Regions from separate parts of the Sus scrofa genome. Here region 2 is linked to region 1. A link is a contact called in public HiChIP or PLAC-seq data. All regions are on one chromosome and are shown on one strand. The core of a region is the stretch at or near the end of the contact, and the rest is flanking DNA. Distances in the headings are between cores, read along the strand shown. Region 1 overlaps ZDHHC14 (probable palmitoyltransferase ZDHHC14). Region 2 holds the start of TMEM242 (transmembrane protein 242).

Region 1 (7,212 bases), core at 4,214-6,713:
CCCGCCCTGCCCTGCCCAACACCCTGAGACAGGAACCCAGCACCCAGCGCAGCGCTGGGGTCTAGGGTCTGTCTGCACTTGACAGGAAAACCCCCCTCCAGCGTAGGCTTGTGCATTAGTTTTCTCATTTGTCTCATAGTTCTTGCCTTTCTAGGAAAAACTCCACTTGTTCATGGCATATAACCATTTTCCTTCGTTGTTGAATTTGGCTTTCTAGTATTTTGTTGAGGATTTTTATGACTACTCACAAAAGATCAGATGTCTTTGTCTGGAGTTGATACCGGAACAGTACTGGTCTGGAAGGTGAGTTGAGGAATGCCTCTTCCACTGTTTGGAAAAGTTTGTGAAGAATTGGGGTTCATTTTTCTTGGAAGATTTGATGGAATTCACCAGCGAGGCCATCTGGTTCTGAGCTGTTCTCTGTGGGTAGTTTTTTGATTATTGATTCACTCACTGCTGCTTACAAGCCTGTTCCAGATTTTCTGTTTCTTCTCAAGTCAGCTTCAGTAGTGTGTACCTTTGTAGGAATTCATTCCTTTCACTAGGTTATCTAATTTTTGTCATTGTCTCTTCTGTCGGTTTTGTTTTATTATGAAAATAGATGGAAGGAGGAAGACTTAAAGACTGAAAAAGTTAAAAAAAAAGAAAGAAAGAAAAAGAAAATTAGAGTGTTGTGTGAAAGTGAAGGGAAAGGGAAGGAGCCAGAGGCCTGGTGAGAGTGAAGGACACAGCCCAGAAGCGGGGAGTGGGTGTTGATGCTTTTCTAAGTTCTCCGGAGTTCGGGTAACTCCCTCACTGAGCTAGCGAGGAGCCCCTGGCACAGCGACCTCCAGTGTGGACTTCGGGTCCAGCACTATCTGCTTTGCCCTCTCTGCTTTTGAGAATGTTAAGGCCAAGAGAAATACACTTGCCAAGCTGTTTCCAAAAATTGTTAACATGGGAGAAATGGACCAAAATACTTCAAATCTCACAATGCAACTGATCCATTGTCATATTCCTTTCCTTTGACTTGCTTAGGCTGCCCTTTATAGATGTCCCAACCAAGACCAAATAAGCCAGCACATCATGATCAGCCATGCCTGGCCAGAAGGAACCCCAAACCTTTCTGGTTTTCTAGCCTCTGATGCAGCAGTAGACACCTGGGCCATCCACCTCTGCTTCTTTGAAAGCCTGCGTCACCTCTAAGAGCAGTTGCTCTGTGCTTTGCCAAGCAGTCCACCATCTCCCTCCTGATTGATTGATTGATATCACTCTTTACATATTGTTTGAGATCACAACAATAAAAAAAAAAGTTCTTGCATTCCAACCCCAGTTGGACAGATGTGAAAACAAATGCACAAATCCTTTCATACTGAATTTGTCACAATCACAAGGTGACTTTCAGGCAGTTCTAATCACGGGACCAGTTCATTTAATGTAGAATTGTCCTGTGGTCAAGTGGATCTCTGCTGGCGTCTGTCACGCCGTGCAGTTGGCAGAGTGTTGGTAATCTTGATGCTCTTAGTACAAGGGTCATCTCGGCTAATCCCCACAACAACCTGCAAGAGATCCCCATTTTCCAAAGGATGGAGCTGAGGTTTTAAGACACGAGTCACACAATTCGGGATTTAAGGCCTGAGTGCTTTCCACTGCATGCCGTATTTCAATTTTAAAAGGCTTCAAGTTGGTGTCAGCTGAACATCCTCCAATCTGGCCCTTCTATCTGGGAGTTGAGTTCACTCCCATCCAGTGGGCCTTGGCCTTGAATGCACATTAGAATCACAGTACTGATGTCCTGAGCCCACTTAAGCCCAAATCCCTGGGTGGGGCCCCCCACATTGGTCCCACAAACAATTTTAACCATCAGCAGCTTTGGCAACTGTTACCATGGTCTCCAAATTCTTTTGCAATCTCCAAAATTTTGGATGAAAATTTTGAGCTGTATTTTGCTTTGACACAAAGAGAGTTTCTTTGATCCTGAAAAACCTTAGATCCATTTGGCTCAACTAAGACGTGATCTATTCAGAGACCGAGGTGTGTGGAGGATTCCTACAGAATGTTCTAGGATGTGCAAGGCCGGGGCTGTAGGAACTCCAAAAAGGTGTACTCAGGTTTCAGGCAAAGCTTCCTGGAGGAGAGCCATCTGAGCTAAGTATTAGAATATTTAAGTTACAGTGAATTAGCCACCCAAAGGTGGAAGGGCTCTTCCAGCAGAGCAAACGCAGGTGTGCCTGTGAGGGTGGGGGTAGGGGTGAAACTGGACGCCTGTGCAAGAGTGAGAACTGTCACTGGAGTGTCACTTGCACAGCAGGCACTGGAGGAACTAAGGAAGGAGAGGAAGCCCATGAAGGGCTTTGGGTGCTTTATAACCAGCGTGGATTTTGCCCCGTACGTGACATGAGCCATTGCAGAGGCTCAGATGGATGAGTCAGGCCACCTGATTTCCTTCAGGGTGAATGAGGCTGGCAGCAGTGGAGGAGGCTCAGGAGGCGGCGTGGGCGTGGAGAGAGGCATGCAGGCGTGGAGGCGGGAAGAGCAGCCGAAGGCACTCACAGCAGGCCTGGTGACAGAGGGGCTGGCCAGAATGGCAGACATGGGCTCAGAAACGAGGCGACCACAGTCCAAGGCTTGGAGATGGAGACCATGTGGAAGCCGGGGGAGGGGGCGGGGGTGGGGCGGGGGCAGGAATGCCTCCTGCCTTTCGGCTTGGTGACAAGATGACCATACAAATCACCAAGAGGAAATGCAAAAAGAGGTGCCTGGAGGGAGACGCTGATTTAAGTATGTGGAATTGGGGTACCCTTGGACTCCTGGGCATATGGGAAGTGCCCTGTAAGAAGCTATGTAGAAATCTCCGCACACTTAGAAAGGAATGACATGGTTGGTAGAAATTCACTTTGAAATAGGAGAGATGAGCATCAGTTTTATTAGTTATTGTAGAAGTATCAGTCCATCTGTCATTTAAAAAAAAAAAACAATAAGACCTGCTTATGTTTGTCATCTGAGATATTAATCCGATTTCATCTCACATGCTGGAAGATTCTTCTTTGAAATCAGCATTTATGAGCTTTTGCTAACTTTCTCTCCATCTACCCCTGCCAGTTCTGCCCCCACCAGGTCAAATCAAGTCAAATTGGATCCTAGTGAGGATAATAGAGTAAGGGAATTCTTAAAGATAATGGAAGGAAAAGCTTTGCAAATGGACAGATATAAGAACTGAACATAGCAGGGAAAGGCAGAGGGCGCAGGACGTGGGGTCAGAGTGCCTGGGCCAGCTCTGACGCGAGGCTGTGTGATCTCCCAAGTCACTTAATCCAAAGAGCTTCAAGGGCCTCAACTGCAAAATAATCCAGAAGCAGGTAATGGTGTTCAGATCCCTTCCTTCACCACTTCATAACAAAGGGTCTGGCACGGAGTCGGGCTGGTGAAACGTTCAGTGGAAGGTTTGTGAATATCCCGTCTCCCTATCAAAACTGACTCTTAGGAAAAGATCTGGTAGGACTCACCTATGCCTTAAAGGAAATTTAAGCCAAATTCCATGGATATATGAATTTTAGTTGTGAGTGAAATACTTTACTCTCTATTAAAAGCATTTCAGGCAATAATAATAATAATAACTGAGTGTTTGATGCTATTTGTTCAGCACTATATCCCCGTTATCTCGACTAATTCAGTAAGTGTTGGTTTCAGTAAGTGTCAGTTAAATGAAAGAGGGAGAGAGAGAGAGATTGACCACCACATGCCAGGCCCTGGGCTACATCATTATCTCATTTAATCCTCATAAAATCACCTGATGTGGGTATTCTAATTGCACCATTGAGGAGACTGAGATTCAGGGATGCTAAGTTTGTGACAAAGCTAACCAGTGACTGAGCGGAGATTTTGTCCTTGGCAGTCTGACTCTAAGGAAAGTGCTTTTCTTAGCCTGGTGGGAAGGTCTTCTTAGGGAGTAGAGTGGCATGCAGGCTCCGCCCAGGCTGAGGAAGTCACACCACCTGGGCCTTCTGTGCAGAAAGATGATTGATTTGCCATGGTGGGTCACAGAACCAGGCTGTGGAACTGAAAATAACCTCTCCATGATCTAACCTGCAGCTGGACCAAGCAGATATCTATGAAGCTTCAGTTTCTGCTCGGTTACAAATATTAAAGTGTTAACTAATGATGAGTTAACTCTTTTTTTTCTCTTCAATTGCTCCCCTAGGCCCAAACCATTCTATAGCACTTTAGGGTTAAAGGTTTGTCCAGGTGGAAACATCAGTACTCAAGTGAATTATTGACCAAATCCAAAGGTGACCTCTACCATTAAACTGCTCAGAATTGATTCAGTTTCTTGGATCTGAAAGTTATCATTTTTTTTTCCATCAAATTGGGGCATTTTGGCCATTATATCTTTTTTTTTCTTTTTTCTTTTTTTTGCTTCATCTAATTTTCTCTTTTCCCAGAACTCCTGTTACTCATGTGTTAAACCATTTGATATTGCCCCAGAGGATAAGTCCCTGAGACTGTACATTTTTCTTTAAACTTTCTCTCTCAGTTCTTCAAAGTGGATCATTTCTTTTGATCTGTCTTCATGTTCACTTTTTCTTCTGCCTTCTCCAGTATACTGTTAAGCTCATCCAGAGAGTTTTTCACTTTGATTGTTACATTTTTTAGTTTTGGAATTTTCATTTGGTTCTTTTAATTTCTCTGCTGAGTTTTAGTTCTCTACTGAGATTCCCCATCTATTTACGTATTGCAGCTATATTTTTCTATAATATTTGAACATTATTGTAATGCTTAAAGTCTTATCTGCTAAGTCTTTATCTGCTTAAAGTCTTTATCTGCTAAGTATATCTGGGCTGTCTTGGCTTTGGTGTCTGTCCACCACTTTTTTTCTTAATGCTAGGTTACATTTTTTTCTATCTATTTTTACATCTATTGATATTTAATTGACTACATTTTGGATAATATATAGTAGAGACTAGATTTTGTTATCTCCTGAAGAGTGTTGATCCTCGTTTAATAGGCACTTCAGCTAATGGCTAATACAGATTCAGCCACTTAAGCTTCCTTACCCTCTTATCTCTGCTTTCTGTACTCAGTAGAAGTTATTGGCATTGTTCAGACCCTAGCCTATATCATGGTCAGGAAATTCCCCCCAAGGAAAGGGCTGGTTGACTGTGGGGCTCACCCTGTGAGTTTCCCTTCTCTCAGGATTGCAGCCTTGCATTGTCTGTTGTGCACTGTTGGAAGTGGTTTGTTTCACATATTTTGGGCAGTTTTATATACTTCTATACATATTCCCCCAGTATACAGAAGGAGTAGTTCAGTAGAGGTTTTCTACCATTCTTGGGAATAGAAGCCTTGTCTCTATGATTAGAGCACTCTTTGCAGCCAACATTGCCATATTCCCCAGAAAAACATTTTTGTTACCTTCTCTACCAACAGTAAATACTGAATAAGCCATGGAACATGATTCCTCTGACCTAAAAGTGTTTCTAGTGCTCACATTGAAGGAGGAGCAGTTGGAGACTTTATACTTAGCACTAGACTTGGCATGTTCATTTGCAGAGGAAGGAAAGGCTGGAGAGAAAGCGATTCTATGTATCTTGGGCCAGATTTTTGTCTGTGATATTATTTTAGAGTCTAGATCAGAGAGTCATTTCTCAAATGATAGGAAGATTGCTCCCAGGGAAATTGCATTATTTTAGAAATTAGAGGTAAAGGCTTTAAGTCTTAGATAAACATTGATATTACAGCACAGAAAAATTAGGTAAACATTGACAGATAGCCATCATCAAAGTACCCACTGAGGTCTTACTTATTTTCTCAAAAATGGGAAAATTCGCTATTAACTTACCATCTCACATAATTGGACGATGGGGATGGATATTTAGTACCTACCTGATCTTCCCTCTGTTACAGTTTCCAAGGAAGGAAATTTTAGAAAAGTAATGAAATGACATCTAAAGTGTTGAAATGATGCATGTGACCGCAGTACAGCTGTTGTCATATGAACACCTATGAAATTCTGAGGAGCCATGCTGGAAGTACATACACATAACCCCAGTGCCAACTGAAGATCCTATTTTCATTATTCCTATTTTCCCCTGCTGTTAGTTTTATGATTACCTTATGTTGACGTTCTTTCCATGGCAATATGTGTATGCACTGTCATGACATCCAGTTATGGTCCAGTTTTTAGTGTACATATCTCATTTGATTGTCAGATAATTTAAGTTCTGTATGACGTTGGAGTAATAGTTTATTTAAATCTGGCACTTATAGCTACAAAGATCCTTTGGGATCACATGCTGAACACAGAGATAGTAACATAGTACATAATTGCTGGATTTTAAAAAAAACCAAAAACATTTGCTATATTTACTTAACCTCATTTTAAATCCCCTTAATCCAATATCAAAACAAGATTAAACCTAGCAGTCGCATTATTTATTAGTTTCACAGATATTGCTTTGCGTAGTCTAAAAAATCAAATATAATAGAACAAATAACTTGAACAAACATAAACAATAATGTAAAACAAAAGAATACAAAGGAAGCATTCCTCCTAACCTACAGTTTAGGTAGATTTTAGAAATTTATAGTGTTTTCATTATAGAAAATGAGCATTCGTAAGAACCCAGAACCAAGCTTCACAGCCAAACAGAAATAACTGATGCCCAGTGCCAACACTTTTGACAGAACTGGGGCAAAAGGAGTAAATCATTGCATTCATTCTTATTTGTGTACAAGACCCTCTAGAAAACACCTTGCTTTGGTTTTAGCTGCATTTAATCTGTACACTAGGTTCATTTCAGATAAGAAGTCAGCTAGAGAAAATAAAATACATTCCAACATGAGCAATTTTCTTTGAAAATCTGTAGAAACAAAAATAACTTATCTCTTATGGTATTTTTAAATTGTAACATTAAGTGATAATGTGTGTAACATCCAAACGTCTGACACCATAAACTTCTCTGCAAGTTAAATGCCAGTGCTTCATTTGGGCAGTAAATCAGCCAGCTGTCTCTGACTTACTGCAACCGCAGCAAAAGCTCCAGCACTCCAGACAGGATTCCTTTTATGCTGCCAGCAGAAGGACCTGTCCATTGACATCCCTACAAGCACTCACAGTTCTTTTCTATCAGTCGTCAGCATTGGGATGATTTCTGGCCTAAAAAAGGGCCATTTCCTATGGTTCAACCTCATATTTGATAAACATGAACCTGTGAAGTGTTTTGGCATGAAAAC
Region 2 (6,462 bases), core at 3,018-5,517, 310 kb before region 1:
CGACTTATAATGAATCTGTTGCCCCTACCTTCCAAATATATCCAGAACCTCTTTTCATCAACTCACTGTGCCATACATTCTAAACCACCAATTCTCACCTGTCACAAACAGCCTGGTCTACAGGACGTTCCACAAGTACTTTAAATAAAAAGAAGCCAATTATTCTGAATATACAGCTTTTTAGCTTGGTGAATAAATTACACACACACACACACACACACACACACAGGTTTTAGAATCTTTCTCCAGTAATGTGTGAACACATTAATAATTTAAATGTTAATTTAAAAACTCTTTAACTATATTCAAGGATGTTTATATATATGTGGATGTCAAGCAGCATAGAAAGTTCTACATTAAGTAATTTTACTGAATGAGTGGCTCTTGTAAAAATTTACATAGAACATTTGCTATGAATTAGCCATTAATTATATTTGCAGTTTCACCACCTTCAAATATTTAAGTTATTTATATGATATACTAGTAATGAGAAGTTGCCTAGTTATTAGTAAGAATTCAGTCAATTCTGTTATCACTTCCCAGACAGCGGAACAAACTATATGCAAATTTGAGAACCTGGAAGATGCAGACCTCGTCAAGTAGAACAAACATTCCAGATACCAGTTAGAAGAGTGTCGTTACTTACACTGTGAACTCCTAAAGCTTTCCAGATGGCAAAGCTGATCACGCCAACACCACACCACGCGTAAAGTGAGCCCCAGCCCAGGGCTCGCAAGGCAAGGGAAGAGCCGCTCTCTGGCAAGGCAGCCGTGGCCATGCTTCCCTGCAATGAAGCCAGAAAGCCGTGGGTAAAATTCATCAGCTCTGAAAGGATAAACCTCCGGAGAGTTTGAAATCAATGACTCTCTGTGCAAGCACCATGTTGGGAAGTCTGATCAACCCAAGTTCAAATACCAGCTTTGCTATTTAATAACTGCATGACTTAAGTGACAACTTCTCTGACAAATACTTGAGTATGCATGGCTCTGTGCTAGGTAAACAGAATAATGCCTTCTGACAAAACATTTCAGTCCCAGGGTGGGGGAGTGGGCAACGCAGACACCTCGGAGCTAGTTACGAGCCAAACAGAAAGGGCAATGATAGAACTACATGTACATATATACACAGGGCATGATGGGCCCAGGAAGGGGACATTTTAAAGAGGAGTTCCTGTGAGAGGTGACCTAAATCTGAGAAAAGACATACGAGGACTTTTATATGTGCAAAATGCCTGGCGCATAAAAATTCAGTTCATGGCAAATATTAATAAGAAACTAGAAAATAAACAGTGACGCTCCTTCTGATTTCAAGACATAATATTAAGGTAAAAATCTACATCTGTAAAATACTACCATACTTGACAAAAAATTAGGAGTACCTGTTGTGGCTCAGCAGGTTAAGAACCTAACTAGTATTCATGAGGATGCGGGTTCAATCCCTGACCTCACTCAGTGGGTTAAGGATCTGGCATTAATGCAAGCCCTGGTATACGTCACAGATGCGGCTTGGATTTTATATGCTGATACACACTAGAAAGTGTTTTTAGGAGTTCCCGTCGTGGCACAGTGGTTAACGAATCCAACTAGGAACCATGAGGTTGCGGGTTCGGTCCCTGCCCTTGCTCAGTGGGTTAAGGATCCGGCATTGTCATGAGCTGTGGTGTAGGTTGCAGACGTGGCTCGGATCCCGCGTTGCTGTGGCTCTGGCGTAGGCCAGTGGCTACAGCTTCAATTAGACCCCTAAGCCTGGGAACCTCCATATGCCTCGGGAGCGGCCCAAGAAATAGCAAAAAGACAAAATAAATAAATAATAAAAAAATAAAATAAATTAAAAAAAAGAAAGTGTTTTTAAAAAGGCTGTACTAAGTTACAATGCTGTTTTATGAGGACCGCTTCGAGTTAGCCAATATTAAATGGTATTAGTACAAAAACTCAAAAAGGAAACCTTTAAAAATTACATACAAATTACTTACATTTATATTGTTACAGAGAATGAGTACTTGTCTAAGTTATGAGCCTTTTGAATTGCATATTCATGTTATTTGGCCTTTTACAGTTTTCTGGGAGTTCCTGTTGGGGCTCAGCAGGTTACAAACCCAACTAGTGTCCATGAGGATGCAAGATCAATCCCTGGCCCTGCCCGGTGGGTTATGATCTGGCATTGTTGTGAGCTGCGGTGTAGGTCACAGATGTGGCTCCAATCTGGATCTTGCTGTGGCTGTGGCATAGACTGGCAGCTGCAACTCCAATTCTACCTCTCCCTCTAGCCTGGGAACTCCCATATGCCACAGATGCAGCCCTTAAAAAAAAAAAAAAGCAAAAAATTAAAAATTAAAAAAAATAAAGTTTTCTGATTTGTACATTAATCATATATTAATATTCTTTGAAGCTGTATATCTGTCATATGGGCTATCGTATTTCCCTAGTTTGGCTTCCTTTTATCCTCTTATTTTGCTTTTTGTTTGTTTTTGGTCAAAGATGCATTTTAATGCTTTTAAGCTTGCTAAAACTTCCCTCACCCAAAAGTCACAGTCAATTTCTCTTTTCTTCTAGCTGCATTTTGTTTTCACCCTTAACTTTTGAGTTCATCTGGTACTTTTGTTTTGTTTTTGCTCTTTAGGGTCACACCTGCAGCATATGGAAGTTCCCAGGCTAGGGGTTGAATTGTAGCTGCAAATGCCGGCCTAAATCACAGCCACAGCAATGCCACATCCTTTGAACCCGCATCCTCGTGGATACTAATCAGGTTCCTAACCCACTGAGCTACAACGGGAATTCCCTGGTACTTAGTTTTAATGGGAGCTGGTAACTAACTAGAGTTTACTTCCCTGATAGCTTAGCAACTGCCCTGGCACCACTCTATGGATTAATCCTTCTCCCAACTTATTTGAGAAACTTACATATAGAGAGGTTTGTTTCTAAGCTACTTTCATACTACAAATTTATTTATGTTGGAATCCCACAGGATTATAGAATCATAAAGTCTTCTGACAAACTTAATACTTTGTTCTCCATAGTCCCTACACCTGTGAATAGCAGATTAATCCTTGCTAAGAACAGGCAGAAGAGGAGAGGCACCTATGTCTTTAAGCATAAGAGGTATTAGAAAATAGTTTCACTGTATTATAGTCATTCAACCAAAACTTATTGAGCACCTACTTACTATGTGCCAGGCAATATTCTATGGAGCAAGGTCACTGGGTTCAAGGAGCCGACCTATGTTCTTCATGGATACTAACATGCACTTTATTTCAACATTCTAACATGTCTGAGACAGAAGTACCTCTTGCAGCGCTGTCTCAAAAATTTAACTGGCTTTTTTTTTTTAAGTGGTGCTAAAAGTTTAAAAAGCACATAATTTAGTACTTCTTTTGAAATCAAAATAAAGACAGTTGACTAATTTGCACACGTCTTGAATCTATGAGGTGCATATTGGCTTACTTCTTAAAGTAATATGAAAGGCCATCAACACTTTCTTTACTTTTGCTATGTCTTTACTTTTGCTATGCAAAACAGCTGACATTGACCTATAAATAATAATGCTATGAACGGATTTTGGTGTCACAAACCTTATTGAACCATTCAGGACTTTTCTTTTTAGCCAACGATAATGTTGTAACAAATCCAGCTAGCATTCCCGCTGCAGCAACAGTACCAAGGAAAATTCCACCTGCCAGAGGGGTAGGGCAGGAAAAGAAAAAACTCTGAAGTTAAAATGATGTGCACAAGTTCAGTGTCAGACACTATTTAAAACCACTTTTGAAATTTAGAGAACCGATAGCTAAGTAGCTCTTGTCAAAGATAAGTGACAACGGCTGTGTAACCCCATGACCTCTGGTTTCTGAGGCCATTCCAAGATATCTGTTCAAGAGCAAAGAATAGGCACAGAGTCCCCTCTCCTCTTTCCGGGGACAGCTCCGTGAAATTGCTCCCAGGGAGGAAAAACCGATAGTGGGAGTTAGAAAAGGAAGGGCAAGAGAGAAACTGCAGAGGGAATGGGGTAAATGCAGCACACACGAGAGCTCTCCCGGGACCAGACCCCAACGCATCGCTAAACTCTGGGGGGCACCCAAGCGAAGTGTGCGTGGGAATGCCCGCACCAGTGCAAGCTACGGCCCCGAGTGAGTTCACCCCAACACCTGCACCTCACCACACCTTTAACCAGGAAAAGCCGGTCGTCAGTGGGTGCCGGAGCCTCCAATCGAGAGGACGACTCCGCAGTCCCAGCGCCCTGTGACTCCATGTTTACAAGCCCCCACCACTGCGTCCGGCCCCAACTGGACCCGGGTGGAAGCGAGAGGGAGGCAGAGGAGAAAGGTTCCGCTGCCGCCCTTCTCTGTGCAACCTGAATACCGATCCGGAGAGCGACCTCTACCTCCAAACCTTCTCTCCTCCCCTGCGCACTGGAGAAGGTGCGGTGGCTTTGCGCTCCGGGGGCGGCGCCCTCCGAGGCCATCAACCAAGGACGGTTCTTTGCTTGCTCCAGGGTGATGATTGCTGCACTTTAGTGCCGTTTTCTTGAAACGTTGCGCAGCTCTGACTCTAGGAGGCAGTGAGGGGTCGCAGATGGCAGGAGCCCAGTCCCAGCCAGGTTAGAGACTCCACAGCTTAGTTTCCAGATCCAGGGATTTGGCCAGCGTTAACATTTCACAATTCTAAAACGTAGGCCTGTCTGTCCTGTTTGCTTGGCTGGGCTGTTTGGTATCAGTTGTCAGTTTAGGTGTAAGCGACAGGTTTTATCCCAGGAAAACTGCCAGCCTATCAGCTCTGTGTTGATGGGATTCCTACCCCACGGCCTTACTGATTAGCCTACCCAGGGGACTGAATGGCTAGCGTGCTGAACTGGAAGAGAATGGCACAACCCCAGCCAGGAGAGCAGAGGTTCACCCTAAGAAGTTGCTAACACGGAACCTGAAGGCTGCCCCAGCATCTCTCAACACTGGAGATGGGCAGACGCCCACCTTCAGACCGGGAGGCTGCATTGCAAACGGTGGTGGATTCTGTAAATGGCCATTGAGAGGAGGAGGCTGGTAGTATCTTGTGTAAAGATATCTATCTTTTAAAATGAGGCAATCTGGGCGATTCTTGTTCATTCTGAACGACAACAACAAAAGCCATGAACTTCTTGAGCACGGGGATGGAGATCTTTATTCACATACCCCCGCTCTCGGGTATTACCTCAGGTCATCCCTAATAAATTAATTTTGGGTGAATGAGTCAATGAACGCATCAGTTAAAACGCAGTTAATAGCCCAAACCTGGGCTCAGGTCCTAAACCATTGATCAGCTATGTGAATGTGATAGTTTTATTAGGCTTACTTACCTCAGTTTCCTCATCTGCAAAATAAAGACACGGGTAGTAGCTTCTTCGTGGTGCTGCTGTTGAGAATTAAATGAAATTGAAACTGACAGCACTAACGGCCTGAACCCAGTCAAAACCCAGATTGGGACTTGAACCCACAGTTTTAAATTCAAGTTACTCACCCTGTGTCTGGACTCACCAAGGCTCAAGTTCTTTATGCCTCTGTGCAAAAGGAATGCAGCCAGAAACAAAGTGATAGGCAAGGAACAGGTTAGGATGGGACATTTCTGAGAAAAGCTGGCCGGCAGGAGAGGAAGCTTTGCCCCAGGATGATCCGGTGGGCCACGGTTTTATCATCCAAGGGGCGTGGGGATTGGAAAGGCCCGCCTCTTCCTTTCCAGGAGTAGTAGCTCCTCCTTAGTATCCGGTAAGGTGTGTATTCAAATCAGCTGAAGGGCGGATTTTCAAACTCTTGCCCTTGGTCTGAATCTGAAAGCAGGCCTCATCCCATTCCCCACCCAATGACATGAGGCAATTCTCGCACCTCCACTGGTGAAGCAAGGCTGCCTCATTCTGATGGCCTTCCTGAACTTTCAGTCTCCCAACATCCCCCAGTCTCCCTCTTAATCCATGATCCCCTATTGGGACTTCTACAACCACCTGTACCTACTCTATCCCTATCAAAATCAGGTAAGAATTTAATTAAATTAGGTAAAGGTGTTAGCCTAGTGCCTGGCACAAACACTCAGGACAACTTAGCTCTAGCTATTGCCCCCTTAGATTCCAGTATCCGTTTTGCAAAATTGCTTTCAGAGATTTTTTAAAATTATAGATACCCAGGGCCTACCACTAGAGATGACAACTTCAAAGGGCCAGGCAGCACAGTTAAAGAGCTACACAGGGCTTCTGCTGATCAGCCAGGTTGAGCACTACTGCTCTGTTCAAATTTCTGTGTGGGAGAAATCACATAGCATTCATTTAACTTCGGATCCTTTGAAGGTAACTGAGCAGGACCCTGGGAGGCCTTCCCAGAGTGGCCCCCACTCACGTCCTCCACCTGCCTTTTTCTCTATAGAAAAACTTCAAAGAATCAGTTTAATCAGAGAAGTGAGAAGAGTGAAGCAATTCAGAATAAGGATAGTTCAGCTGGTCAACAAAGTC

What was found. HiChIP or PLAC-seq counts read pairs in DNA pulled down with a chosen protein or histone mark.
Region 2: an H3K27ac HiChIP or PLAC-seq map of skeletal muscle shows a contact between it and region 1, with 11 times the contacts expected there. The contact joins the promoter of TMEM242 here to the enhancer-like site in region 1. A contact is called at or near these places in 3 of 5 promoter capture datasets (fetal liver, fetal skeletal muscle and liver), 22 of 47 Hi-C or Micro-C datasets (adipocytes, alveolar macrophages, blood and 13 more) and 2 of 2 datasets of contacts at active chromatin or transcription factors (alveolar macrophages and skeletal muscle).

Annotation. Positions count from the first base shown.
Region 1 is chr1:9,357,837-9,365,048 of Sscrofa11.1, reverse strand. The region is part of intron 8 of ZDHHC14 (probable palmitoyltransferase ZDHHC14); the gene reads left to right. Among named protein-coding and RNA genes, the nearest start is that of SNX9, 120 kb to the right of the region's middle. Within about 2 kb of position 5,463, at least 1 of the 83 cell types and tissues checked has an H3K27ac peak or open chromatin away from gene starts, as enhancers often do. A contact at or near this core is called in skeletal muscle, where this site is marked.
Region 2 is chr1:9,665,709-9,672,170 of Sscrofa11.1, reverse strand. TMEM242 (transmembrane protein 242) reads right to left here and starts at 4,267. Exons shown (of 4, transcript NM_001185165.1): 1 at 4,155-4,267; 2 at 3,569-3,669; 3 at 647-784. The coding sequence starts at 4,242. It overlaps LOC110259913 (a long non-coding RNA gene), which reads right to left and starts at 5,674. Exons shown (of 3, transcript XR_002342395.1): 1 at 5,484-5,674; 2 at 5,323-5,378; 3 at 4,548-4,693. LOC110259916 (a long non-coding RNA gene) reads left to right here and starts at 6,005. Exons shown (of 2, transcript XR_002342397.1): 1 at 6,005-6,300.